2 separate regions of the Anas platyrhynchos genome follow, and region 1 is linked to region 2. The links are chromatin contacts, called in public Hi-C maps. All regions are on one chromosome and are shown on one strand. The core of a region is the stretch at or near the end of the contact, and the rest is flanking DNA. Distances in the headings are between cores, read along the strand shown.

The links. Hi-C and Micro-C count contacts between places; a contact is called where the count stands out from the background.
Region 1: a contact with region 2 is called in a Hi-C map of F5 follicle, with 2.3 times the contacts expected there. The contact joins two enhancer-like sites. A contact is called at or near these places in 4 of 8 Hi-C or Micro-C datasets (F5 follicle, liver, small yellow follicle and 1 more).

The regions. Positions count from the first base shown.
Region 1 is chr5:49,745,130-49,750,917 of IASCAAS_PekinDuck_T2T, reverse strand. No RefSeq gene overlaps it. Among named protein-coding and RNA genes, the nearest start is that of PRR5L, 16 kb to the left of the region's middle. Within about 2 kb of position 1,512, at least 3 of the 8 cell types and tissues checked have an H3K27ac peak or open chromatin away from gene starts, as enhancers often do.
Region 2 is chr5:49,665,037-49,670,820 of IASCAAS_PekinDuck_T2T, reverse strand. All of the region lies in intron 9 of LDLRAD3 (low density lipoprotein receptor class A domain containing 3), which reads right to left. Among named protein-coding and RNA genes, the nearest start is that of PRR5L, 96 kb to the left of the region's middle. Within about 2 kb of position 3,435, at least 1 of the 8 cell types and tissues checked has an H3K27ac peak or open chromatin away from gene starts, as enhancers often do.

The DNA.
Region 1 (5,788 bases), core at 263-2,762, 82 kb before region 2:
CAGCACCACACAGCTTTGAAAATACAACAGGCTTTGACTCCTGAACTTAAACCTAAATCATTATTACAATGCTCTTCAAAGGAGTCGTGTCCTGCTGGGGTTTATAGCTGAGAGCAAGTCTTCACCTCTCCCTGACCCACTTTACAAGTTTGTCCTTCCACCTCATTCATATGGAAAAGCTTCAGAAGGAAGCTGTGAATAGAGGCCACAGCGAAGGAGCAGCACATTTGTTTGTTTCGGAAGAGGCCCCATTTGCCTCATCTCGCTTTCAGACCTTCCAGGTAAGCTGGCAGCTGCTTTCAGCAAGCAGCAACCACCGAGATGGTTCCCCCGAATACAGCCCCTGCTCTTCTCCCTACCTCCAGTGCTTTTTGTGCTTTAGCCTCGCCTCTCCTTTCACTTGTCTGTGACTGGGGAGATGAATAGGCTGGGTTGTAAGAAATTTCATGTATTTGAATTCCCGCAGTACTCCTGCCTGTGATGCATGTGCCCCTGCAGAGCAGGGGGGCTGTGGTGCCTCCGAGTGCTCTGAGCCTGGATGATCCAAGGTTGACTCATGGACACAAATTTCATCCACACAGCTAGGTCCCTGTTGCCCAGGGTGGTTCGGTTGGAGCTGCCTGGTTTTCCGCCCTTTGCTGTGGGATTTGCTACAGGATTAATCTGTCCTGGAGGGCAGTACGGCTTGGGCAGGCCTTTGGGAGGGGCCTGCAGAGCCTGCAGATCCAGCAGCACCTCAGCGGTGGAGAAGAGCAGGGAAATAAATATAGACTTCTTTTTTTTCTTCTTGTAGTCAACCAGGGACCTCATGATTGCCATTTATTGCCTTATTAACCCACTTTTATTACCGCATTTACGATGTTTGGAAATCCCACACCTGACGGAGAAAGGCCTGCGATGAACCAGCTATGCTCAGGTGTTGTCCTTCATTAGGGCTGGCCCACAAAGAGGTTTACGGGTCCATTGCTCTCCCCTCGAGATCTATCGTGTCTCGACTTGGGCAGAATATGTCACAAACCTTTTTTTAAAACCCTGAAACAGCCCCTCAGACTGCTGCTGCCTCTCACATCTTTGGGAGCACACCAAGCACACCACAGCACAGACCAAGCCCCCCCCAGCTGCTCCCTGCCATGTTGCGAGCACCTCTGGCCTACAGCATGCTGCTCTTTCAAAGCACGTCCATGGATTGCTAACACCTGGCCAAAATTAGACTTCGCAAAACCTTTGGCTTGGAGGATCAATACCTATAGATCACCAGAAAAAACGCAGCTTGCATTGAAAATATCCCCACTAATCCTAGCCTGCCCCCGAAAGGTCAGACCCCCCGAGGCAGGCAGTGCTGGGCGCACAGGACGTGTCTGTGCCCACGGTTTCGGTGCCTGGGTCACTCAGCCCTGCCTCCAGCTGGTGCAGCAGCAGCACCAACTGGGCGGCAGCTCAGAGGAGCTTTTGACGCCAGGCAGTGCCTTAAATCGTCGGTCGGTGTTTGCAATTCAGTGGGCTGTAAGCAGGAAGGTCTCCAGATAAGACCATTAACTGCTGCATAAGGGCTTTTGTGCCTAGCTCCTAGTTGGCAACAAAATTGTGCTGATTCTGATGCAACAAGCTTTAATCCTGTTACGTTATCGACTGGATATTGCTGGGTTTAAACATTCCCAGTAGACACAATGTCCTTGAAAACTCATTGTCTCACTAATTCCCAGCGTTTCACTTGAAAGCATAATCCTAAATATCACAGCAACCAATGGCCACGGCACCCTGCATCCACCCTGGGACCTTGTTCTGTCTGGTATTTCCTACATGACCGCAATCCACCGATCCAGCCTCAGCAGCGCTGCTAAGAGACCCAGCACGGTGCTGCTGAAGCTGGATGATGGATCACCCTAAAACCACACACCCTGACAGTCGGGGAGGCAACCAGGGAAGAAATACCTCAGGAAAGGGAAAGTCTTTCAGAAGAGCAGTAAGAAGGAGAGGGCACAGCAGCCATTGTCATGCACCTGAGTTTGATTGCAAACCGAGACTGCTCATGGGTGACTCCTTCAAGTGCAATGTCAGCCCAGGGCTTTGAGCTCCCCAAAACCTCCTGGTTCAGCCACTCAGTCCACCACAGTTAAGCAAGCGCCCACATCAGTGCATTTTGGGAGTGTGATAAGCACATCACTGCAGCGGCACGGCGTAAGGGGAACAAAGAACTAAAGCAGGAACAACAGCACCCAAAGATTCTTTCTGTAAGACAAAGGAAAGGAAAGGAATGAAAAGTAACTCACGGTGTTTTCAGAAGAGGGAGCCAGAGAGAATCAGACAGCCTGGGAAGACACTTTTGTCTCTCAAAATGAGCTGCCTCTGCCATGCCTCAGTCAGACAGGACCTGGTTGGGTTGGAAGTGCCAGGTGAGGCCGTGCTGTGCCTCCTGAATGGCCGGGGCTGATGTGTCTCACCGCATGCTGTGTTTTAATACGATTTAATAGAAAATTTAATAGAAAATGATTCACAGGAGGTGAACCCACTCCAAGCACCCACTCTGCAAGTTTCCCAGCCCCAAACCCTGAGCTGTTCACAACCAGCATCCACCCCAGCAGCCAGCTGGGCTCCGAGCTCTGCAGCTCTCAGGACAAGATGCAGTTTGCGTGCAAGCCACCGAGCCCCTGTTGCAGCAGCAGCTTGCACAAACAAGCTCCTTGAGTATGCCAGGGAGTCAGCTCTCACACCAACATTTTGCCTCGCACTCTCTGTCCCCTGCTGAAGATCTGCAGCTCTGTGAGTCTCCGCCAGTGCTCCTGCCCTGCAGGTGAGCAGCAGCCCGGAGTGACAACTGGCTCAGCCCAGGGCAAGGATCACCACCTCTGCGAGCAGATCCCCGCGGCTTTTGGTGCCTTCAGCTTTATCAAGAGGAGCCAGGGAACATCAAATGTGATGGCAGCAGCATGAGTGGGCAGCAAAGGCCAGGAAGCACAGAAAGGTTTTGGGGAATCTGGGATGGAGAGGTCAGCGTCTGGTATGTAAAACAGACAATTTCAAGATTAACTCCCATGGGATGCAAAAGGCCTCACAATTAGCTCCAACGCTTGCCTCAGGCTCATCAGCCAATTTTCTCATCTGCTCCTGCACCCACACACTGTGCAGTCCCCGTTGCTTAGAAAACACAGCAGGGGGGCGGAGGAGAGAGGCCCGCCCCGGTCACACACATTCTGCTCCCGGGGACAGCACCTGACCTGAAGGGGATGGGGAGCCTGGATATAAATACCTGGTCAGCTCAACCATTCCCAGCTTTGTGCATAAATTACACGTACAGAGCAAAGGTACTTGCAGGTCTTGGATTCACAGCCCTGTAATTTTGGCTCTGCAGAGAAGACTGAGCATGGCAAACATCAGCGACAGAGCAGAAGGAACAGATACGCTTCTGAGCTGGTCGGCAGCAGGGACTGGTGCTGGGGTTTTCAGCTTCGCCTGCAGGAGCTCCCAGCAGTCAGGCACCCAAACAGGACCCCACTGACCTCTTTGGTCAGCTTGAAAGCAGTAAACACGTATTTCCCCTTTTCCACCTCACTTTACATTGCTCTTTCATATGTGCTTAACAGTGAAAGGGTTAACGTGGAGGAAGAAGTCCCCCGATACCTTCCTTTGAATGTGATGGAAATGTCGAGTGACCCCTCTGGTCCAGCGTGCTCACTCAGACCAGAGCAACCTCATTAGCAACAATAAATTCAAAGCAGATGCTTCCTCATTAGCAACAATAAATTCAAAGCAGATGGGGAAATCGCGCTCCATTCTCTGATCCAGCTTTCAAAGTCCTTTGATTTCGGAATCCCTCAGCTGCTCTTTGACTTTCCTCACCTGTCAAATTCCCTGGCAAGATTGATAGGGTCTGGACAGGGGGGACATCAGTGCAGATTCTGGTACCGGCTCTCTCCCCTGCTGAATCTCCCACATCTGACCATGTTAATTGCGGCTCCTCTCTCTGCCTTTGATGTAAAGACTTGCTTTGATTTTTTCCTATCCTTCTTCCATCACCAGCTTATTACAACACTTTGCAAGGGTCAACAGCCAACTCCTTGCCATGTCTGCATAGCTTCCTTTATAAATAAACAGCTGCCTGCGTGTCACGAGGCCAGGCCAGAAACTGCTCAAAGTTACTGAAAGGTCGCTTAGAGAGTTCTCTGTTTTTTCCACACCATAAGCCGAGAGGCATGAAGCAAGGGAAAGTTTAGAAAGAACAGCAAAACAGCACCTAAGCATGAAAGTCTCTCCACAAATGATGCCCCAGCAAATGTACCATGAGGACAGTGTCAGTGGATGAGTGTGATCTCTCATCTCTCCACATCAAAGCTGGCACAAAGCTGGGCTGATGGTCTCCACAGACCAACTCCAGCAGGAGACTGATAAAAGGTCATTTCTGACGCCTCTTTCTCTGAGCTGGTACTAAACACTTCCCAACCCCGTGCCCCTCTACTTTTTAAAATTATTAAACAAAGTTATGTTCCCCAGTCGCCAGCCTGGATCCAAAATTTTAGCCAATTTCTACTTGGCAGTGGGAGAACAAATGATCCTTTCCCTTTTTTCAGCAGCCTTTTACATGTTTGAAGTTTCCTCGCATGCCTCCCCTCACAGCATCCGAGGCTGCTTGAAAGGGCGCAGTGAAATAGAACCACTCACACCCACCTGATGAACAACGCTGCCTCCACTCTGACCCTGAACAACCTGCAGCCTCCCACGGGTTAGCGTTAGGCTGCAGCCCCAAGCCTTTCTTGTGCAGCCTCTCCAAACACAGAGCAGGCTTTACCCGCACAAACCATCACGTTTTAAGCTGCGTGCCGTGTAGTTGTTAACAGACACCTCCTGCCAAAGGCGCTGAGATGAGAAGGTTTTGCAGAGAGGACACAGAACCCGAGTGATTTACATTGGCCACGTCTTCACCGCCTTCCTGGACTCCAGCTCAGCTCCCAGGCCCACTGCACCTGTCCTACGGACATCCCCCAAGCCTTTACCTCAGTGAAAGGTTTTTAGCAGCACTCCTCTCTGCACTGCAGAGGCTCCTTCTCACCTGCCATCCCAGAGGGCAGCCACACGTCCTCGGGGAGCTGTGCAAGAACGCTTCTGGAAGGCTGGAGAGGTCCCAGCTGTCCTGGAGTCCCACTGCCTGGTCCCATCCCTTTGCAAAGGCTCTGGAAGACCACAAAAAGGTTTGTCTAAGCAAGGCAAGCTTAAATGAAGAGGTTAAAAGCCACTGCACCACACCCAAACCTCTAGGAAAGCCTAGGCAATAAAACCAGCCTCTAATAACATTCTCTGGAGGTTTTACCACACTCAGATCTGGGGAACCAAGAGTCTGCTAAAGCATAGCAAAATTCACTTTTAGGCATTACTGTGATGATTCCCTATTGTTTCCAAAAAGGTGGCAACACTTCTTACTATTGATGGCTACTTGGATGCCTCAGCTGCCACTGTGCTGCACGTGGCAGGCAGTGAAAGCAGGGGTAAATCGGAGACCTCGCTTTAGCTAGAAGCCAGCTCTCCCGTCTCTGTCAGCAGTATTGGGCTCACGATGCACACATCAGCAAAAAGCTAATTCCTTGTAATGAAAAACAACCGTGTCTTAATTGTGCTTTGGCCTAGACATTCAGATACCCCGGTGCTCGATATCCCAGCTTTTGTCCTCAAAACCACGGCAGGCAACCTAAGTTTTGACACAGCCTGTCAGAAGGCCAAGCCTTAGCGCTGGTGTATTCAGTGTGCACAGGGCAGCAGCACCCTTTGGAACACACTTTGCAATTCCCAATCCCGTGGG
Region 2 (5,784 bases), core at 2,186-4,685:
ACAGCACCTCTGTGCCTGCCCCCCTCACTCCGCGTGAATGCCACCAAAGCCCTGACATTTGATTGCTGACGAGTTGTGGCAGTGCACGTACACCTGAAGGCAGCCAGCAAGGTTTCAGAAGCCAATTCCCTTTTTGCTTCACTTCCCATGAGTGCTGTAATACAGGCTGGATTCTTGGGGGTATCTTACCTACAGCAGCTCTGGAAACAGCATTTTGCTGGAGGGGAAAATTAAGGTCCATAAAAACAGTAACGGCTTAATGGCAAAGCCAGCCTCATGTTGGAAATGTATTGCAGGTTGGGAGAGCAGGGTTCTCTTTCAGCTTTCAGGCTTGCCGTCTAACACTTCACAAATCACTTCAGAACTTGTTAGGAGACATTCCACTTCTGGAAGATAAGACATCACAGAAAAACACACAGGGAAGTAATACCTGTGGGCCTTCAGAGTACCACCATGGTGCAATGGGCAGCCTTGGGAAAGCAGGCCCCTGAGGGGACTGAGCTGGGCGCTGGGGACCTGACCTGATTCCCCCGAGTCCTTCCTTGCTCCTGTGGCCAGACACTTCCCCATCCCCTCCTGACCCTTCCATCACATCAGCTTTTTTGTTCCACTGAAGCAATTGGAAGGAAGACTCAGACCAAGCGACCCAATCAGTCATTTGAGCTGGATTTTTTTTAGTCTTCCAAAGGGAATAAGCAAGCAGGGCTTGCACCTGTTTCACACTGACCAAGGAGGCAGAACATTAGAAGCAGCACAGTCAAGGTGTAGCTCAAAGTCTCCCAAAGATCAGAAGCACTACAGCCAAAAGAACTGCTGGATGATTACTGAAAGCCTCCCAGATTTTAAGCATCAGTGCAAAACATTGCTATATGTGAGGCAGTGGAAGCTAAGCAGTGACAACATGATATACTGATGACTTGCAGGTGAAGGTTCAGTAAGCCTTGTGTTCTGCCTCTGAAGCCGGGTTTCCTTAGGAGCTTTGGTTTCCTTCCTGGATCTCCAGGAGTTTTTCCTGGGTCTGGGAACCCAGAGGTGTATCTGAAAATTATTTGCAGGTGGTGCATTAGCATCAAGCAACAAATATGTCAGGTCAACCAGGAAGCATAAATAAAAATACAAGGACGCCTAAAAGCACGCATTGATCTTAAGACAGAGGTTTTCTGTGCATATATACGCACAAGTGCTTTTACAGAAGAACTCCTAATTTCCTGCTATAGATTCTAGTTATTCAGCAATACCTTAGATTCATTAGCCTTTTACACACATTATTACGGGACTGTAAATAAGAACTGGGCCACTGAAGATTGTTTTTGTATAGTTTTGTAAGATTGTTGTTTGCACAATATCTGTCAGCCTGGAAAACTAGTGCATGACAATGCTTACTCCATTAACATAAATACACAAAATCTACTTTGGCTGCAGCTTTTTTTTTTTTTTTTTTTTTTTACTGTGACTGGCACAAGCTTTCCAGTTTGCAAGTTACATTTTTTCATCCCACATTTTCAAAAAAAAAAGTAAGTAGTTGAGGAAAAAAAAAAATACTTATCGGCTTTATTACAGAAATGGAATGGAAAAGTAGGAGACCACAATGGGAGACTGTTGTCCAGCTGATATGGAAAGTTAAATTCCCAGATAATTCCCTCAGAGGAGAAAAAAGAAAAGAGGCACTTCATACTTCTACTATTTCACATGTCTTTTATTAGCAGGAACACTGAGTTTTGAAGTCTTGTAGTTCCTGTAATCATATTAGTTATTTTAACATACTGCTTTTATATTTATCTCTATGTCTTTATCTTGCTTCTTATGCCATCCTCCTTCATGCTCATGGGGGACTGCAGAGTACTTTACATCAGCCAGTACTTGTCTGCTACCTTGCTTACACAGATCAGCTGTTCAGCTGTCTCTGGACACATTCACTTACAGCAGAGGCTCGTCACCATCTCCAGAACTGCACACAAACAACGCCTGAAGGTCGCAGCCACCTAAGCCTCCTGTTAGCACCATGAGCTATGTCACAGCCACTCCACACCTCCTGAAGTGGCGGGTATGGGTTTGAAGAACTACAGAGCACAAGCCCAGCTCTAATACTTACTTCTGCATCGTGTCAGACTCTTAAGGTAAAATCCTCATAAGCGTCACAGTGATTTTCATTCTGAAGTTCCATTTTTAAAAGTGACAGATTGCTAAATCACTTACCTGTAAGTATCAATTATTTGTTATCCATCTTTTCCAAAATGTGATGAGCTTCAATACGACACACGTCACAACTAATTAGCTCACGCTATTATAAGCTGTTAGCTAGCAAGAGAGAATCTCAATCTATCAGAAACCACCCATGGAAACCCCTTGAAGCTAAAAGTGCACCTGGCTAGCAGCAAGAGACTGCAGCAGGTGAGATGATGGGGAGTCCAAGAAGGTGCCGAAGGCATGCACTGCTGGATCTTACTCCTAGGGATCCAAAGGTGTCTCTTGAAAGTATCTCTCCTCCTCTTTCTCTGAGGCATTACCCTTAGTTAACACCAAGCTTTAGCGATGCCTTATGAGTAGCTTTGTGGTGACCACTGATATATTAAACACCACCAAGTCAGTAGCCTTTACAGATGGGTAGGATTAAACCTACTCTAGACTCTTGGCCTGCTGCTGCATTTCTAGGAGATCTCGGCTGGTTTGGACAATCCCTAGAGCTTACTGATCTTAATTCCGAACTGGGCAGACATTTCTTATTAACAAAACGCTGCAGCTCATTCTCCAGTGCACTGAGCTCTGCTCGTTGAGCCTAAAGCCTGGAATTTAAAAGGATAGCAGCCAGAGTTACTTTGTGCCCTTTGTTCCTTTACATGAAAGCCATTCATCAGGCTGACTCTGCTGAGTGGCTAAACCCCAAGCAAAACAACTGCAGCTGTAATAATTGTAGGATGGTAATAAGCAGCCATTAAAGAGCTTATAGAGATCGCAGAACCCACTGTTCTCCACAAGACCTTTTCTCTCCATCTTTTAAAGCGGCTAGTAGATCTGCTAACTTATTCTTAGCACTGTGGATGTCATGAATGTGACTGCTCTCACAGCAAAGCATAAGGAGAGGTGAGGACAAACACATAAATCCAGACTGTCACCAGAAAGATTTGGGTCAAGAGCAATGACCCTTTATTAGTAAATTCAATCCATCTTGCCATTTTAATTTTGAGACTTACACAGGGAAAAACACAAGTACATAATGTGCCTTAATGTAATTCCAGTGTGTAATCTTCCTACAGAAGAGATTTGAAGCATGCTCCTAATCTCAAGGGTAAACCCCATGAAACTTTTTTTTTTTTTTTTTTAAAGCAGTGAGAAGCACAAATCATCTAAAGGGCCTCTTCTGAAACCTACCCTGCATCAGCAAGAGGGCAGGACAAAGAGTTTGACCATGCCAACCTGAGGTTTCCACGCACATGACGTGTTTTATGCTGGTACAGTTCTCTCTCAGTCCTCCTCCTTCCTACCGCTGCCTGCGCTGGGCTTGCACAACCACAGAGCACCTTCATCAGTTATGACTTCAGTTTCAGCAGGCTTTTTGAAGAGGAAAAAAACCTTCCATCCCTCTGACATCATTTAGCTTTTAACACCCACAGTTCTTCATAAACTACCTCTTGTTGAAGCTGAATGTAATTAAGTCAGTCAACATACATCTGAAGTGCCGGTCTGAAGACGAAAACTGCACAAACCTGCCTTTGTTCTGCAAGATTTTCGGTTTTCCAACTGAAAAGGTTTCAGAGCACAGGAAAAGATCCAGCACATAATCTAGGAAACTCGGGCTGTTAATTGCAGAGTGTGGGTTTCCTTTAGCATTCTTACAAAAAGACTTTTTCTGTCTTATCCACAACTGTGTGTAATTGTTTGTTATGAACACTTCCCTGCAGAGACTCCATTCCTGGACACGCTGAGCAGTGAAACCCGTTGGAAGCGAACACCAGAGGGAGCAGTAAACATTTGTCTGGTAGGTGGGTTTTAAATTGGAGTTGCAACAAAAACGCATGGGAAACCTTTGGGAAACTAAAAAACAGTTACTGGTGCCTGTATTTCCAAATTGCACTGTTCTGCTAACCCAGCCTAACTCCCCACCAATGCAAGGTCAGTGAAGAACAAGAGTGCAGACAGAAACAGGTACGAATGATGCAAGCGTCGTTGTGCCGCCCCCTCACTCCACTCCTGACAACACCAAAAGATTCATTAAGTCTTCTGAGACTGTAAGACATTTATATAAAATGTTGTGTGCGTTTAGATAGATTACATGGAACTGAAAATATACCCAATATAGAGAAGATAGACGGAGTGGAGTGTGAAAATATACTGTGTTTATATATAAACACACAACTCAAACTCTACAGGGATAAAGCAAGAACACGGTTAAGAGACATACAAGAGAAGAAGAAATAAAGGATTGATATGCCAGCACCCCAGCAATGAACAAGTAACTACAGTGCTACCTCGAGTATTATTCTGCCAAAGATTTAAAAATGCTTGCAAGGGCAATGGAAGTATGGCTACGATCACAAAAACACAAATAGGTCAAGAAAACACTCCTGCTACACACTGCTCAAAGAAGTTCCCCCAGAAAACACTTCTTTTTTAAGGAAGAAGAAGAATGTGTCTGAAGACGAATGTGCTTTGCAATCAGGTGAGACAAGGCAGACCCTCAGCAGAAGCTTGCTTGGCAGGTGGCCTCAACACCTGCCTGGGGAACGCTAGTTAACATTCCCCATTTCCATGAAGCACTTCAGTTAATGAAGACACTCTCCCCCACAGAGAAGACCTGCATGTAAAGACTCTCAACTGTCTGAAGGACAACCAGAGTAAGACCTGCTGCTGCTGAACTGCTGGCAACAAACTGAGCCTTTTCCTCCTGCAGTCCCAGGCGTTCCTGCATGGGCCAGCTCCCAGCAGCCTGCACAGGTCAGGCTGTTGGCAGCAGTCTCACAAGCACCAGTGATGCCCTAGTGCTCAGCCATCTCTCAGAACAAAGCCTTTATGGTTGATTCAAGTAACAGTGGCAACTGGAAACAGAAAGGCATGAGATATGTAAGTTCCTAATACAAGAAACCCCTGCCCCGAGGCTGTCCTTGTGTGAGACCTTTTTAGCCCCCTACCCACAGCCTTCAGCCCTCGGACTAAGACAGCTGGTCACTGCATTCACTGTGCACCACGACTTGCTTGCAGCTGAATGCACCGACGTGGCTTGTAAGAAATGGCTTTTGGAAGACTGATGAAGGAAAATCTAGACTTCTGGGTGTTTGGTACCTCTCATTCTGGCTGCTGTCATGCCAGGCACTTAGCACGGATGATGTGCCATGCTCTGAATCTGCACCATCTGCTGCTCGTTAGCTGACAAAGGCAGCAACATGCCATCTCTCCACTAGCTGTTGCTCATTAGCTGACAAAAGCCGTTTTCAGTGATTGCATTGTTATTTCTGTAATAGTCTAATACAAAGGAGTACAAAAGAGCAAAGAAAGGAGGAAACAAAGATGACAGAGTACATTAGGAGCTGAACTAAGAACAGTATTGTACTCCCCAGTCTCCCAGAGAAAACCCTCCCAGCAGTGGGATGGAGGCCTTGTCCCGCAGGAACATCGGACAGCATTACAGATAATCTGTTCACCTCAAAATGCTTCCAAACGTCCAAAAATATTTCTAGGCTCTTCCTCTTCAGATTCTCTCACGTGTGATTCTGGATCTTCTAGACCCACGCCAGCGCACGCTCCAGGTGTACGCATGCCTGGGATACAGCCGGAGCAGGATCCAGGAGC